Regions from separate parts of the Mus musculus genome. Here region 2 is linked to region 1. The links are chromatin contacts, called in public ChIA-PET maps. All regions are on one chromosome and are shown on one strand. Each heading gives the region's core, a stretch centred on a gene start, on an enhancer-like site or on the middle of the called end of the contact. The rest is flanking DNA. Distances are from core to core; before and after follow the strand shown.

Region 1 (7,307 bases), core at 1,455-3,954:
GAGAGAACTTGGTACCAGAGACTGGGGAATTGCTGTGATAGCTCCTGACCATGTTTTTTTGGAGGAATGTGGATTTGGGGTTTTGGAAAACAGTAGAATGCTTTAAGTGGGACCTAATGGGCCACCCTCGTAGGGAAATAGAAGACATTGTTGCTGAGGATGGTTTGAACTGTGGCCACCAGGCTCAAAAAGTTCAAAGAAAAGAATGTTAGTGTGTGTTCTAGAGACTATTTGTGTGTGTGTGTGTGTGTGTGTGTGTGTGTGTGTGTCTGTGTGTGTGTGCATGATATTTTGGTGAATAATCTGGGTGCTTTGCTCTTGTCTGAAGAGTCTGCATGAAGCAAAGTGAAGAGATTTAAATTATTTGCATCAACAAGAGAAATCTCAAAACAGCCTGGTATAAACTCTGTTGTGTGGTTATTAAAATTCACTGTTATGAGGAACATTTTGATGAAAAGGAGCAAGCTGACAAAGGAAAAAAAAAGACATAATGTATGGTTCTAGCATTAACGGGGCACCAGGAAGTAAAATGAAGCTGAGCCCTGTGTTCAGGAAGATAAACATATTAAGTGGGTGGTGACTTTGGGGCAAGACCCCATCCAGCTAAGTTTGTTGTTTATCCATTTAGTGTTGAGGAAGGAATAGCTATAGCATGTTAGGCTTTTTATTACTTTGTTATTTTTTTCCTTTGGACTTTTAATCTGGAATGAAACCACAGTCTAGAAAGGGGAAACAAAGGCTTTTTACGGAGAACTTGACCAGCATCACTGAGGTGAAATCTTCTAGGAAGTGTTTTCTGAAAACACACAGCTCTGGTTTTTGGTCTTGCTTTGGTCCAGTATTCACTCATTGTAATGTTTTGGGATGGTAATATACATCCCGTGATGTTGAAAGCATGTGATCTGCCTTTTGACTTTGATTTTGTAGGAAATTACAGTTAAATGATTGGATGAATCACAGAAGAGTCTTTGAGCTTGGGACTTTTAACATTGTTGAGACTGCTGTAGATTATGGGGACTTTTGAAGTTGAACTCAATGTATTTTTCATTATACTCTGGCCAGCTGTAGCCCCCATAGACTCATGTGTTTTAACAAGCCTATGGGAGCCAGAAAGTAGAATGTGGTCTTTTGAATATGGTTGGCCCAGGGAATGACACTATTAGGAGGTGTGGCCTTGTTGGAGTAGGAGTGACCTTGATAGAGGAAGTGTGTCACTATGGGGGTGGGGTTTGCCAGTCTTCACCTGTGTTTTGCCTTTGGAACAACATGTAGAACCCTCAGCTCTTCCAGGGCCTGCCATGCTTCCTGCTATGAGGATAATGGACTGAACCTCAGAACCAGTAATCCAACCCCAGTTAAATGTCTTTTATGAGAGTTGCCTTGGACTTGGTGTCTTTTTACAGCAACGGAAACCCTAACTAAGACAGGTAGCCTGGGATACAGGGGTAAAATGGAGGTCATCTGGTGATTAAACGACAGCTGCCCTAGGGTTTTATACATAAACTCCAGGAGTTTTAAGAGTTCTGGCCACTGTTCTCTTTTCCCCTAAGGCCCTCCTGAGTCTCTAGGGTCCTTCTTGCTATAAAAGGCTACCTTAATTTAAAATTTTTTAAATAAAATTATCTGTTTGCCAAAATAGTATTTTTTTATTATTTATTTTATTTTATTTTTATTTTTTGCAAAGTATGCAGGTCAGATCTTGGAGGTGGCTCAGTGAGTAAAGGTGCTTACTGCCAAACTTGACGATCTGAGCCCCGGGGACGGTCTCAAGGAAGGAGAGAACTGGAGTAATCTGTCCTCTGAACTGCACACATGCATGTTCTCACAGAAAAACGCATACAAGAAATATATAAATCTAACTACAAATTTTAACTAACAATATCGGATTATAAAACTCTGTACTACATTTGAATACTATTTGAAGTGGGAACAGTTCAGGAAGCAGAGAAGTGGGTCTGTGTTCTACAGACCGAGTTAGGGAACCTCATTTCAAAATGAACTTTGCACAGACTGCCACCACGTGACCTGCCTCAGGCTGTTTCATCCATTCGAGGAAGTGTATCAGCAACTCTGAGTCTTGTGGTAATGCTGTGAGGAGCAGGTGAGACAAATAATTCAAAAGGTTTCAAACAACAGCAACAGGAACCCAAAGCACCATTATCTCCTCCTCTGTGAAACGGAAATAATGGCACTGGCCAGTTTCAGCGGACTGTGCAGGAGAACTGTCAGTTTGCATTGTTTCAAACACAAACCTGCTTTGATGCTGCCATCTAAATAGGAGCCGCAGCAGCACCTTTCTCTGGCCTCTCTAGCTCTCCTGTTTCTGCTGCTACGGTGGTTTGAAAAAAAAAAAAAAAAAAAGTAGCGCGTTTCTGGGTAATTTTCACCGCAGTGAGAGTAAGGCCGAGGGAGAGAGGAGAAACCTTTGAGGTCGCGTCAGAGATCTACAAGAAAAAGATCAATCTGAGGACAGCCGGCCACGGTGCACATCTCCCCTTCCGGAGCAGCAGGCCGCAGCCCGACCTGTCCACTCGCTACCCCGCTGGAGTGGAGAGGGGAGGAGCTAAGAAGCAGGGGAGGCGTGGGAGCGCGATGTAGGGGCGGGCCCTCAGAGCGTTGTCCAATCAGAGAGAATCCCGCCAACGACCAATCACAGCTCGCCTAGTCTGGCAAATCTGCCCGGCAGTGCGGGGCGGGGCCGCCAGAGTCCCGGGGCTGCCGGTTACTCTTCTGAGAGCCCTTCAGAAAAGCACAGGGCAGTGGGCAGAGAAGCCAGGGGGCGGGGGTGCAGGCAGGCCCAGCCTGTGTACCAGCCCGGGGAAACCCACGGAAGCACCCATGAACAAGAGATGGTGCAACCCGGGTGCGCACGTGTGTGCAGCCCGCTGGCACGTCTCTATGCCCTGTGGGCACCTGTCGTGTGAGTAGCTCCGGGTGTGGCTGTTCCTGGATGTTGTGGGTTTCAGGAAGGTTTGTATCTTCGGGCCTGCCTCCCCCGTCTCCAGAGGGGAACTAAGAAGTTTAACTGACCAGGGACTGAGGAGATTAAAGGAGTGGATCTCAGTGGCAAGGCGAAGAGGGTGGGGACTGCGGGAGCAGCAGGCAGGGGAGCACCTATTTGACCCATCTCCCAGCTAGAAAAGGATCTTGAAAAGACTGGCGTGACCCATGTGCTCTGAAATGTTTAGAGAGCCCCGAGCGGTGATGACCACAGAGTGAGTGGCACTAGACTGAGCCTGTCTAAATCGTGGACGACAGGGATGCTTGCATTTAGAAAGGCCAGAAGGAAACTCAGGATGGGTACCATCTGCTCTCCCAATCCCAGCGGGACAAAGACAGCCTCGGAGGTCTGCAATGCCGACTGGATGGCCTCGCTCCCCGCTCACCTCCACAACGTCCCCCTTTCCAATCTGGCAATCCCAGGTATTCGTCTATAACTACTTGTTCGCACTGTGTTTAATGCTGCCATTTTAGTGTTTGCTAGTGGGTTGGTTGTTTTCTGTTGTGTTGAAAAACAATTGTCAGTGATCTCTTTTTATTTCCAAATTAAAAAAAAAAAAAAAAAACTTAACAGGAAGGTAGCTGCTGTAAAGAGAGTCAGTCAAGCCGACTGCATCACTGGCAAAAGGGACAGTTGAGAGAATGGAATCACTGCGCTGTTGTTTTGTTGTTTTTATTTTGTTTACACCATACGGCCTCAGTCTAAGAATGTTAACCATCTTGATGCAGAGGCCTGGGTATGTGAAAGGCTCGCTGACTTGAATCATTTAAGGGAAAGGGGGAGAGATCAAGAATAATGGGTAGAAAGTCCTTAACAATCTTAGCTCTGGGTCAACATTGAAGCTGAAAAGAATATTTTTCTCATTTATCTGACCTTTCTTGAAAACAAAAATCAGATAAGTGTTAGAAAATAGGTTCAGATTCTAGGCTGGGCATCAAGGCACATAGTTTTGTTGTTGGAAATGCCAGAAATAGAGGATGCAGTCTGTCCTCACAGGCAGTCATTAGGTGTGATGAAGTGACGGTGTTTGAAGCTTTGTCTATATATACACAGGTGTCTGCCTAGCTGATGTAGAACTGGAGCCTTGAGAAGCACCTCTGTTCTTGCTGCATTCCTCTGCCAGAGGCTTCAAAGCTTGACAGTGCTCTCGGGCAATTGGTTGATCTTTCCACTGAAAGGCTTGCTAAAACATAGTTATCTTGGGCAGGATGTTTAGACCACACTGAGCTCAGGTTGGTGAGGTGGGTGAAATCCTACAATGCTGGTACTTAAGAAGCACTCAGGGAGCAAGCGGTGGACCAGTTCTTTCTCTTGCTTGGGGACATAGCAATTAAAGTTTAGACTCTCAGACAAGCCCACATGCATTCCCTGGACCTACTTGCTTTTCTCTTCTGCCTTAAAAGATGACCTCAAGACACCTCCATCTGCTTTCTATGCATGGGACAGAGAGGTTTGGGGTTTTTTGTTGTTGTTGTTGTTTTGGGTTTTGGGAGGTTTTTGTTTTGGTTTGTTTTTGTTTGCCTTGCTCACCTCTCTTGGAGCTCTTCCAGGTTCACTGTCCTCATGGGCCCTAACTGCTGTTAAACAAGAGAAAGATTGAAAGATTTTGTTACAGCTACAAGTCCCTTCTGTCTTACTGGCCCTTAACTACAGTTCCTGGGGAAATGCCAGATGGCCATGCTTCAGAACATGTCTCCTCCATGTTTAATTGATGCCTATGGAGTCACTGCCAAACGATGCATGGGACACTTCTAACATGAGTCATTTGCCTTCGGGCTCTCCGATGGAATTATTTTGCTGAGTGATATGGCAGGTAGTTCATGTTTGCAAACAGAATGGCATCTAAGGCAGGCCCTAAATGACCCTGTCATCCACGGCATGTCCGGGTAGGCTGTGCTCCCTCCTTCCTGGTACTTTGGACAGTTCAAACTGCAGCTCCACTGGGCTGTGAGTTCTGGCTGGACTCTACAAAGGATCTGGGTGTTTGTTTTTGATCTATAGTATATTTCAGGCACTAGGATTTCTAGATGAAACAAAATTCTTGAGACCCATTGCCATACCTGAAACTCAGTATGAGCTCTACGAAGCACTCAGACATTCGTTGACCTTGCTTTATAAAGCAAAATTCTCCTGATAAGCAGAAAGAGAAAATGGTAGTCCCATCTCCCCAATACATGCTGTATTTTTATCATGAAATGTCTTCTTTCCAGGAAAGAGAGAGACATATGTAGGTATGTCATGTCAGAACTGGAAATACACATTCAAGAACTATCCATTTACAACCTTCCATCCCCCATTTCTGGTTATGGTTACTGCAATCTGACTTCTAGCACTTCCCAGAGAAAGGCTTACAGTCAGGTTCAGTCTGGCCTTGATGAGAAATTAGAATGTATGGGATGAATTCAGGAAGTGGGGTCCATCCTGTTCCTTCCTCTGCAGTATTGTACACTTGCCTTTGACTCTCTCTCTCTCTCTCTCTCTCTCACACACACACACACACACACACACACTTTATTGTTCTAGCCTTTCTTCGAGACACATTTCTACTATCTAGCCTAGCCTGACTTCAACCTTGAGGGCATCCTGCTCATCCTTCCAAATGTAGCTATAGACCACCATGCCTGGTGGTAAATATTCATTACTGACCTCCACCCTGATGTACCCGCTGGCATACATTTCCTCAAGAACTTATATGTCCCATAAAATCAATAGATCTTAGTACCCTTGTTTTTGACATGGAAATTAGGGGTTTGGGATGTACTCTTGGTAGAGTACTTGGCTAGTACTCGGTCCTCACTCTGATCCCAGCAGCACATAAGGGAGGCATACAAGCAAAAAGACTGGGAGTTCAAGGTCACCCTCTGCTGCATAGTGAGCTTGAAATCTACTCTCCCACCCCCACCCAACAAAGAGAAATAAGGAAATTGTCACCCAGAAAATTTACATTGTTTTCTAAAGATTGCAAATATGCTGAGTGTCTGAGCTAGTGTTCAAACCTTTATGTAATGAAAACACTCATTTACTGCCACAGTGCCCTTGAGGGGCCTTGGGCAGTACAGAGGAGTAGAGGCAGTTCCTGGATGAAAAGCAGGTTTCAGAGACCATACTCTGCAGCATGTGGAAGAAGTTGTAAAAACTGGGTGGTTTTGTTGTTGTTGTCGTTGTTGCTGTTCTTTCGTTTGTTTGTGACAGGGTCTCATATAGCCTTGGCTGGCTTGGGAGTTCTGATTCTCTTGTGTCTGATGTCACTCAAGTGCCCAGGATTGCAGGCCAATTCCAGCACACCTAACCTGACCTTGGTTTCATCTGAGCAATTATATATCAGTGTGGACATTTGATAGATGCAGAGGGAACGCTGTCTAGATAGATGTATACATTTTATACATATGAATGATAATAGGCACAAAGATACTAGATATGTGATAGATAAAATAGATGGTAGGTAGGTAGGTAGATATAGATAGCAGTGGAGATAAACTTGCTATGAACTGGAGCCCAGTCAAGATTGAAATTCAACATCAGTGCTTTGTCACCATGTGTTTGTATGCTGAGTTAGCGCCATCAGGAGGGGCAGCCTACAGCAGCAGTGACAAGGGAAAAGTCAGGGCAAGGGTGAGGGAGGGATCTGGCCATCAAAGAGCTGGATAAAGTTTGTGATGTCAGATGTGGGTGCACCTGCTGCGTGTGCCCAGGCGTGGATGGGAGACAGCACGTGCGGATGTGCGCTCTCTCTCTCTCTCTCTCCGTGAGCCCTGGGGTGTTACTTTACTTCCGGAACTGCTGCCACCACCTGTTAAGCTCCACCGTCACCCTAAACACATTGAAATATCTCGGAGGAGAACCTCCAAGCTATTCTCCTTCCCAACTGTGTCTAGGCATTGGATCTCTAAAGGGTAAACGATCCTGGCCTCATGGATGCCACTTTTTAAGGTTAAAGTATTGATAGTATTGACATTTTCTGAGAAGAAAGTCTTTCTTTTTAATATATATATGATGTATACTGTTTTCTCTCTCTCTCTCTCTCTCTCTCTCTCTCAAAACAGAGTCTTGAGAGGCTGAGGTGCCAAGGAGATCTCTATGGGTGTGAGGCAAGCCTGGCCTATGGAGTGAATTCTAAGTCTGGGCTTCATGAGATCCTACAAGGGAGGGGAGGGGAGGGGAGGGGAGGGGAGGGGAGGGGAGAAAGGAGAGAGAGAGAATTCTTAGTAAGTATGGGCTGCATGAGACCCTACAAGGGAGAGGAGGGAAAGAAGAAGGGAGAAAGGGGGACAGAGAGAGAGAGAGAGAGAGAGAGAGAGAGAGAGAG
Region 2 (7,307 bases), core at 1,797-4,296, 600 kb after region 1:
GCAGCCTGCCTGGCTTCGCCAATCGCACAGCCCCAGCAACCATATGAAACACCTGATGGGTCGATCATATAGAGCTGTGCACCATCATTCGCACTGTAAGACCCCAACAAGAAACTGCAGCCAAAAGGTCTAACAGCGCTGTAGAGTGTATAGGCGTGTACATACATGGCCACTCTGTGTGCAAGACGTTTTAGAGGAATGTTATAGCCAAAGTTGGACCTAAAGTTGGATGCTTCTTCTCTTGCTATGTCTGCTAGTGAACGAGCATCTGCCAGCCATCCTGCAACTGCCATTGCAACATGTCGATCAACATTAAAAAGACGTTTACTGGAGCCTTCTTCATAAAGTTTAGAAAGGACTACTTTTTCTACTCCAAACACAACATCGTCTTTACATCTGATCCCAATAGCTGTACTACTGTTTTCCATAGCCTTCATGGCATATTCAATTTGGAAAACTCTTCCATCAGGAGAGAACATAGAGGCTGACAAGTCATACCCAGTGCCAATGGAGCTCATGGTGCTGACCCGGCAGGCCACGGAACGCTTCCAGGCCTCAAGCGCCGCTCCTACCCATATGCTCATTTTTAATGTCATCTTTAAACATTGTCAAACATACAGCTTAGCATAATTTTCTCTACCTCTCATAATCTTACTTTCTTTTTTCCACAACATTTATTTATTTATTATTAGATATTTTCTTTATTTATATTTCAAATATTATCCCCTTTCCTGCTTTCCCCTTTGAAAACCTCCTATCCCATCCCCACCCCATAATCTTACTTTCTAATCAAGATTCCTTTCCATATAGGTCTGTGTGAATTATTTAATAGTTGATATATGCAAATTTTACACAATAATAGATTTAGTAGTTATTTGTGCTTTCATACATCTTGTAGCCTACATGTGGATTAATTTTTCCATTTATTAGAATATTTATTTTAAAAATTTTTGTTAGTCTGGATATAATACATAACCTAAGGATCCCGTGGTTCCCATGCCATTTTTCATTCTCTTATTGTATAACTCAGCTCTTGAAATCTACTGCTCAAACTTAAGAAGATTTAAGGCAAAACAATGCCTAGTAAAGTGTCATTTACATACCAATAAAATAACAAGAATAGAGAAAGCTTCAAGGAGAAAGATATTCAAAGGTACCCCAATAGAATGACTTGCACACACAAACACACGTCCTCATGCATACTTATGAAATGCCATCTATAAGAAAAGAGTATTGTTGGCACCAACATAAAAAATAACCTCCCATGGTTGCTCACATCTGTATTCCCAGTACTCGAGAGGCTAAGGTAGAGTATGTGTGCTATCTGGGCAGCAGAGAGTACTGAGAAGGAATAGGATGCAGTCAGAGGGAAGGGACTTGAGGAAGACCTTTGGTTTAGACTCTCTCCACATGTCTGTCTGTGGGTCTCTGAACCAGATTTTATCTGTTGCTGCCTCTCTGATGACAGCTGGTCAAGGCCCCAATCTATTAGTATAGCAGAATGTCATTAAGAATCATTCTTTTCTTCCTTCCATTTTTTCTTCTTCTTCTTCTCTCTCCCCCTTTCTCTCTCTCTCTTTCTTTCTTTCTTTCTTTCTTTTTCTTTCTTTCTTTCTCTCTCTCCCTCTTTCTCTCTCTCCCTCTCTCTCTTTCTTTCTTTCTTTCTTTCTCTTTTTCTTTCTGTCTTTCTCTCTCTTTCCTTCTTTCTTTCCCCAGCTGTGTTTGGTTCTACCCTAGGACTCTGGGCTTTCCATTATCTGGTTCTTGACCATCCAGGCAATATAGGTACAAGCTCTCTCTTATAGGGTGGGCCTCAAGTTAAACTAAACATTGGTTGGTCACTCCCTCACATTTTCTACTAAAATCTCATAGGCAGGACATATTGTGGGTAGAGGATTTAGAGGCAGGTTTAGTGTCCAGGTTTGTCTTTTCATGGTCTGTAGAATACCTTCTCACACCAGAGAGACTAGAGTCTAGAGTCCAAACCTCAGCTCTAGCCTCTCTATGTTCAGTGAGCTGAATGAAAGTTGACCTCAGCAATGGGTCCCACTGTCAGGTTTTAGAGGGTGACCTTCAGTTGTAGGTCCCAAGTCTCTCTCTCCTCTCTCTCTCTTTCTCGATCTCTCTCTCTCTCTCTCTCTCTCTCTCTCTCTCTCTCTCTCTCTCTCTCTCTCTCTCTCTCTGCTTTATACTTGTGATTGAAGATGTGATCTCTCTGGCAGCCTGGTACCATGCCTCCTGGTCACTTAGAGACTCTCCTCCTGTAGCTATAAGCCCAACAAATCTTTTTCCACAGGTTTCTACTCTAGTACAGAAACAGAAATGTCACCAATATAGTCAATCGTTTCTGTAAAGCTTTCATCAAGGAAAAACCTCAGTTCCAGGGCTTCCTGTGACTCATTTGATCTGTCCCTTGGTTCTCATCTGTTTTAAGGAATACTGCAGGACAATCTGATTAGCAGAAAGAAAGTGCTTTTGGGTTTTCAGGAAGTGTGTTCACAGGTAACTCTGAGCCCTTAGGACCTCTAAAGCTCTAGATGAGGTACCTGGTAACCACACACACACACACACACACACACACACACACACACACACTCGCACTGGCCTTTAATATAACAAATCGTAAAATAAAGTTTTCCTTTTTTTTTTCCCCCAGGGTGTCTGTATGAAGCTCCTTACCTTCCCCCTACACACACACACACACACACACACACACACACACACACTATTGTTCTGTTCTCCGTGTTTATCTTTTGCTGTACAGAACCACAGGATGCACCAGGTTTCTGACTCAAATTACTGTCCACTCAAGTTAGTTCCCACTCTGATTTTTCTGTATGGACTACGTCACCCTATACTGCCATTTGGCACGGGAGAGAGGCCAGTGATGGGAATGCAGACGAAACATGCATACACATGTAAAATAAGATAAATAAATCTAAAATGAAAAAAATATAGAGTGATTCTTTCACATTTTTGCTATATTACTCTAAAAGGCGAGAACCTGGCGGGGGCGGGGGCAGGGGCTAGGGATGAGGTTGTAGAGGGCGTGGTTGGTTGGTCGTCTCTTCCTCCACACTAGAGGAGCTGTAGAGTCTGCCTGTGCAGTGGAGGGGGCTCTCTCTACGGCGAATAGTAGTGTCCCTGCTCACAGGTGTTGCGGAGATATCCTCCATCGTGGAAGAGCTCAGACCCCGAGAAGCTGGTGTCTAGCTGCGGCCCAGAGCAAGGATGGGCAGTCTGGTGAGTGGAATCTGAGATGCGAAGGAGGGCGGAATGGGCGATCTGGAGCCGCGGCTCTCAGAAGCCAGTGGAGCCTGCGAGAAAAGCAAGGAAGCTGTTCTTTGGAGAAGTGGTATCCGGGGCTCGGAGCTCTGTAAGGAGGCACCGGCCGGAGAAAGCCCGGGGAACGCGTGTATCTAGGGTGGGCGGCTTTGCTCCTTGCTGCGATTCCATTGCGAAAACACGGCCTGAGCTCCATGGCTCCCAGAAGGGGAGGAGTAGCTCTTTGCGTCCCCTATGTTGGTCCTTAACCTGCAGCAGGGGTGTAGCCTAGTAATCTCGCTTGCTCTCTTTCTCACCCCCTCTCTTGCTGCATTTCTGCTCCTTGCCTAGGAAACCATGAAGCATCTAGCAGTACTGCAGCGAGCAAGCCACAGCTTAGTGGTCTTGTTAAATGCCAAGGTATTTAGAGGAGAGGCCGACATTTTGAGTCTTTGGTACTGTTTACAAGGCAGAAAATTTTAAAAGGAAGGGTGGTCATACGCCTTATTCTTTATACACACGGAATTGGTAGAATTGAATGCGAATCTAAACGCAATTAAACCCCAGGTACCACTTTTCATCAGGCTGACAAAGACCGACTTGTGTTACCTTTCTTAACAAAGAGGAATGTGGATCTGTCAGCTAGATGCTCTTAATGTTCAAACAAGGAATTGCTTTCTGTTTTACAAAGAATCGGAGAGAGAGGTTCTTTTTTTTCTCTCCAAGTCTCTGTGGCTGCAATGAAATAAGGTACAAAATCAGACCTAGAAAGAATAGGGGAATGGGGCTATGCACCTAGCAGCTGTGGAGTTGTCAGCTAAGACCCAGGAGCTAATGAACATCCACCTTCTTGATAAGAATTGTAGGAGGATTTTTTTTTTTGAATCTTCATGATTGGACTCTCTAGTTAATTCTTGATTGGTTAATCTTTTAGCATCCGTTAAATTCTGGGCACTGTCTTCAGGGTTTTAACCGTGGAATTGTCACCTCACACCTGTGATATTGCTGCAGCACTGACTTGCTGGGTTTGCAGTAGGCAAGCTCCTAGGATCTTTACCATTCAAAAATGCTATTTAATAAAGATTTTTGTATATTTGCATATGCACAATAAGATCTCTTGGGAGTGGGACTCCAGACTAAACAGGAAATTCATTCATTTTTCATGTAGGTCTCTCTCTCTCTCTCTCTCTCTCTCTCTCTCTCTCTCTCTCTCTCACACACACACACACACACACACACACACACACACACACACACACCCTCAGATAATGCCATGATTATACAGTTCCTCTTGATGACTATAACTATCACATGATGGCAGGTGTGGAATTTTTCATTATAACATTGTCAGTACTCAGAAGTTTCAGATATTGAAGCATTATGATTTTTCAGTTTCCCACCTATGTTTCATTTAACCCTGAGATTAGTACTGATGTCTTCCCCCCGCCCCGCCCCGCCCCACCCCCAGGCTCCAGGGAGGTTAAATAATGTGTCTTACCTAATACATTTTGGATTCATTCTAGACTGGAGTGTTCCCTGGTTACCGCCCAGCAATTCCACGTCATCTTTCTGAGAAACAGAAAGCCTACCACTGCCTGGCATGAACTAAAGGAGAATATAATAAATATGATGTGAATTTTTCATAGTGAAGCCTATCCTTTGACTCCCTGATCCCCAGTCCCTGTGTTTTTGGTTTTCACCATCCCCAGGATGTGTGCATCTGCTTTTTCTTTTGTCCTATAACACTGTTATTTTTTTCACTACAAAAGCCAGATATCCCTGCATTTTCTTATTACAGCCTTTGCTAGGGCTTGGGCTTCATTGAGAGAGAAAGGCATAGTGGTTAAAAATAATGGTGTAGAATTAGCACGCCACAATCTGTTAGCTGGAGATAAAGTAAAATGTATTGATCCCTAGCTGTGGAACCAGAGGATACATTTGCCTAGAGTTTTTTCCAGCTATCCTACATGATAAGAACAAATGGAGAATAGGTTCAACAATAGGGAGAAAAAAAATAGATGAAGTCCCCAGGGCACAGCCCTTTTAGAAGGTGGTATTGGTATGCGTGAAAAGGGGGAAGGAGAGTGGGGGCTGTATCCTTTTAGGGAGCTCCTCACTCTTTACTTCCTAAAGAGTAGTGACTTAGTTGTGAACCTTAGATCAATGAAGTCAAGAGAAGTTTCAAAGTAGGCGTGGCATACTCATGGTACACCCACCCCACCTCCACCCCCAAAACGAATTGTCCGGGTGAATAATAATTTGTACCAAGGATCACTCGGACGATGGAATTTTTAATTTTCTGTAGCCTTAGGTTTGTAAGGAAGACTCAACTCTGCCATGTAGATGGGGTACCAGAGCATACACCTTTATGACTCTCCATGGAGTCCAGGCAGAAAGTCTGAAAGGCTGGGGTGTGAAAATAGAAAAGCACTTAGGTATGGGGTGGCATTGGAGATGTCCACAGGACGAAACATCACCTCTTTCAGGGTGATGGAAGATAACAAGGAACACCAGGATCAGGACTGTGTTGGAAGTTTTGGGTCTCTGACACTTTCAGAGAGTGCTGGCAAAGCCAAGTCTTCTCCCTGACTATAATGCCTATGCCTGCAAGGTACCATTGGCCAAGAGAGGCATACACACTGTTCTGCTGTTCATTCTCTGAGTCCAAACTGCAGACCTGGGCTAGCACAACTCTCCTTCTTATGTTACCTAAACCCAAAGGAAGACAAGTATTGACCTTTGCCAGTTAAGATTCTGCCTCTACTTAAAAAGCCACTTGTTTAGGAAAACTCAAGTTTCAATAATGAGATTAATCTCTGTGATACACCATGTGTCATGAACTGGTGTGTCACTTCTCCCAGTAGCATTTCTTCCATGAAGTTTTAGGTCATGGCATACATAAACCAACGCAACAATTCCATACAGTGGGAAGGAAAAGGATGTTAAAATTGGAGTGCTCTCACTGGGTAGAGGAATTCTTGTACCATATCAAAATTACTTCCAGATCTTCAAATGCTGTTTTCCAGTGCTGGGTGTGGTAGAACATACCAGCAATTCTAGCTCAGGAAACAGAGACAGAAGGATTAGGAGTTCAAGGCTATCCTTGGCTACATATCAAATTCCAGGACCATCCTGGACTACGTGCTATTCTGTTTCATCCCACCCCAACCAGACTCTTTATATTTTTAAAGACTCTACTCAATTCCTCTATCATCATACCCTAAACCCATAGGAAAACAGACATAATAAGACAAAGAGAAATTTTAGGGCAATGAGACTGGCTCACTTTAGAGGTGTTGTGGAAAATAATCTCCAGAGGCCACTGTATCTAAAAGGCATGGCAAAAGTAGAGATTTGTTCAGGCATGCCTTGAGAATGAAAGAGTCCCTCAGATGGTAAGCCATTGCTTGACCACCATCTTTATCCAAATCCTCAAATCAAGGTCATTTAAGTGACTATGGTACAATGGTTTAGAAATAAGCTCCAGTTTATCATGGTAGCAGAGGCTGATAGCATACACATTTAGAATAGGGTATCCACACTGGGTTTGTTATAGCAATAGATCAGAGCAACTTGATTTGATGAATAGTGGTGTTCTTGTGAGTTAAGAAAAGGGGAGAAAGGTGAAATAACAGACTGCCTCTATAGACACAGCCTTGGCCCCAACTCCAGGAACCCAGTGCTCTCTGCAAGTGATATTTTCTGGGAGTCTGGCAAACCACACTGTAGTGTTAGATTTTTCCCCCATTCACAACAAAGAAGGAAAAGCAGGATAGTCTTAGGAAGGGTGAAGGAAAATGCTAGGCAGGTGATTAATATATTACAGACAGTGTCTTCATTCTAAGGCATATGGTGAACTATGCTTAGGAAGAAGTTATGGCCAAAAGCAGACCAGTAAGCTCAGTCAAGACCTAAGCTTGGGGGCTGGAGATTTGGCTCAGTGGTTAAGAGCACTGACTGTTCTTCCAAAGGTCCTAAGTTCAATTACCAGTAAGCAACCACATGGTGGCTCACAACCATCTGCAATAGGATCTGATGCCCTC

The links. ChIA-PET counts read pairs in DNA pulled down with a chosen protein or histone mark.
Region 2: an RNA polymerase II ChIA-PET map of memory CD8 T cells shows a contact between it and region 1, with 6 read pairs. The contact joins the promoter of Cd200 here to the promoter of Plcxd2 in region 1. A contact is called at or near these places in 1 of 39 promoter capture datasets (pre-B cells), 1 of 484 Hi-C or Micro-C datasets (pre-B cells) and 1 of 115 datasets of contacts at active chromatin or transcription factors (memory CD8 T cells).

The regions. Positions count from the first base shown.
Region 1 is chr16:46,005,810-46,013,116 of GRCm38.p6, reverse strand. It overlaps Plcxd2 (phosphatidylinositol-specific phospholipase C, X domain containing 2), which reads left to right and starts at 2,704. Exons shown (of 4, transcript NM_001134480.1): 1 at 2,704-3,423. The coding sequence starts at 3,261.
Region 2 is chr16:45,404,792-45,412,098 of GRCm38.p6, reverse strand. It overlaps Cd200 (CD200 antigen), which reads left to right and starts at 3,046. Exons shown (of 6, transcript NM_010818.3): 1 at 3,046-3,243. The coding sequence starts at 3,232. It also overlaps the pseudogene Gm5406 and a transcript of Gm609 not described here.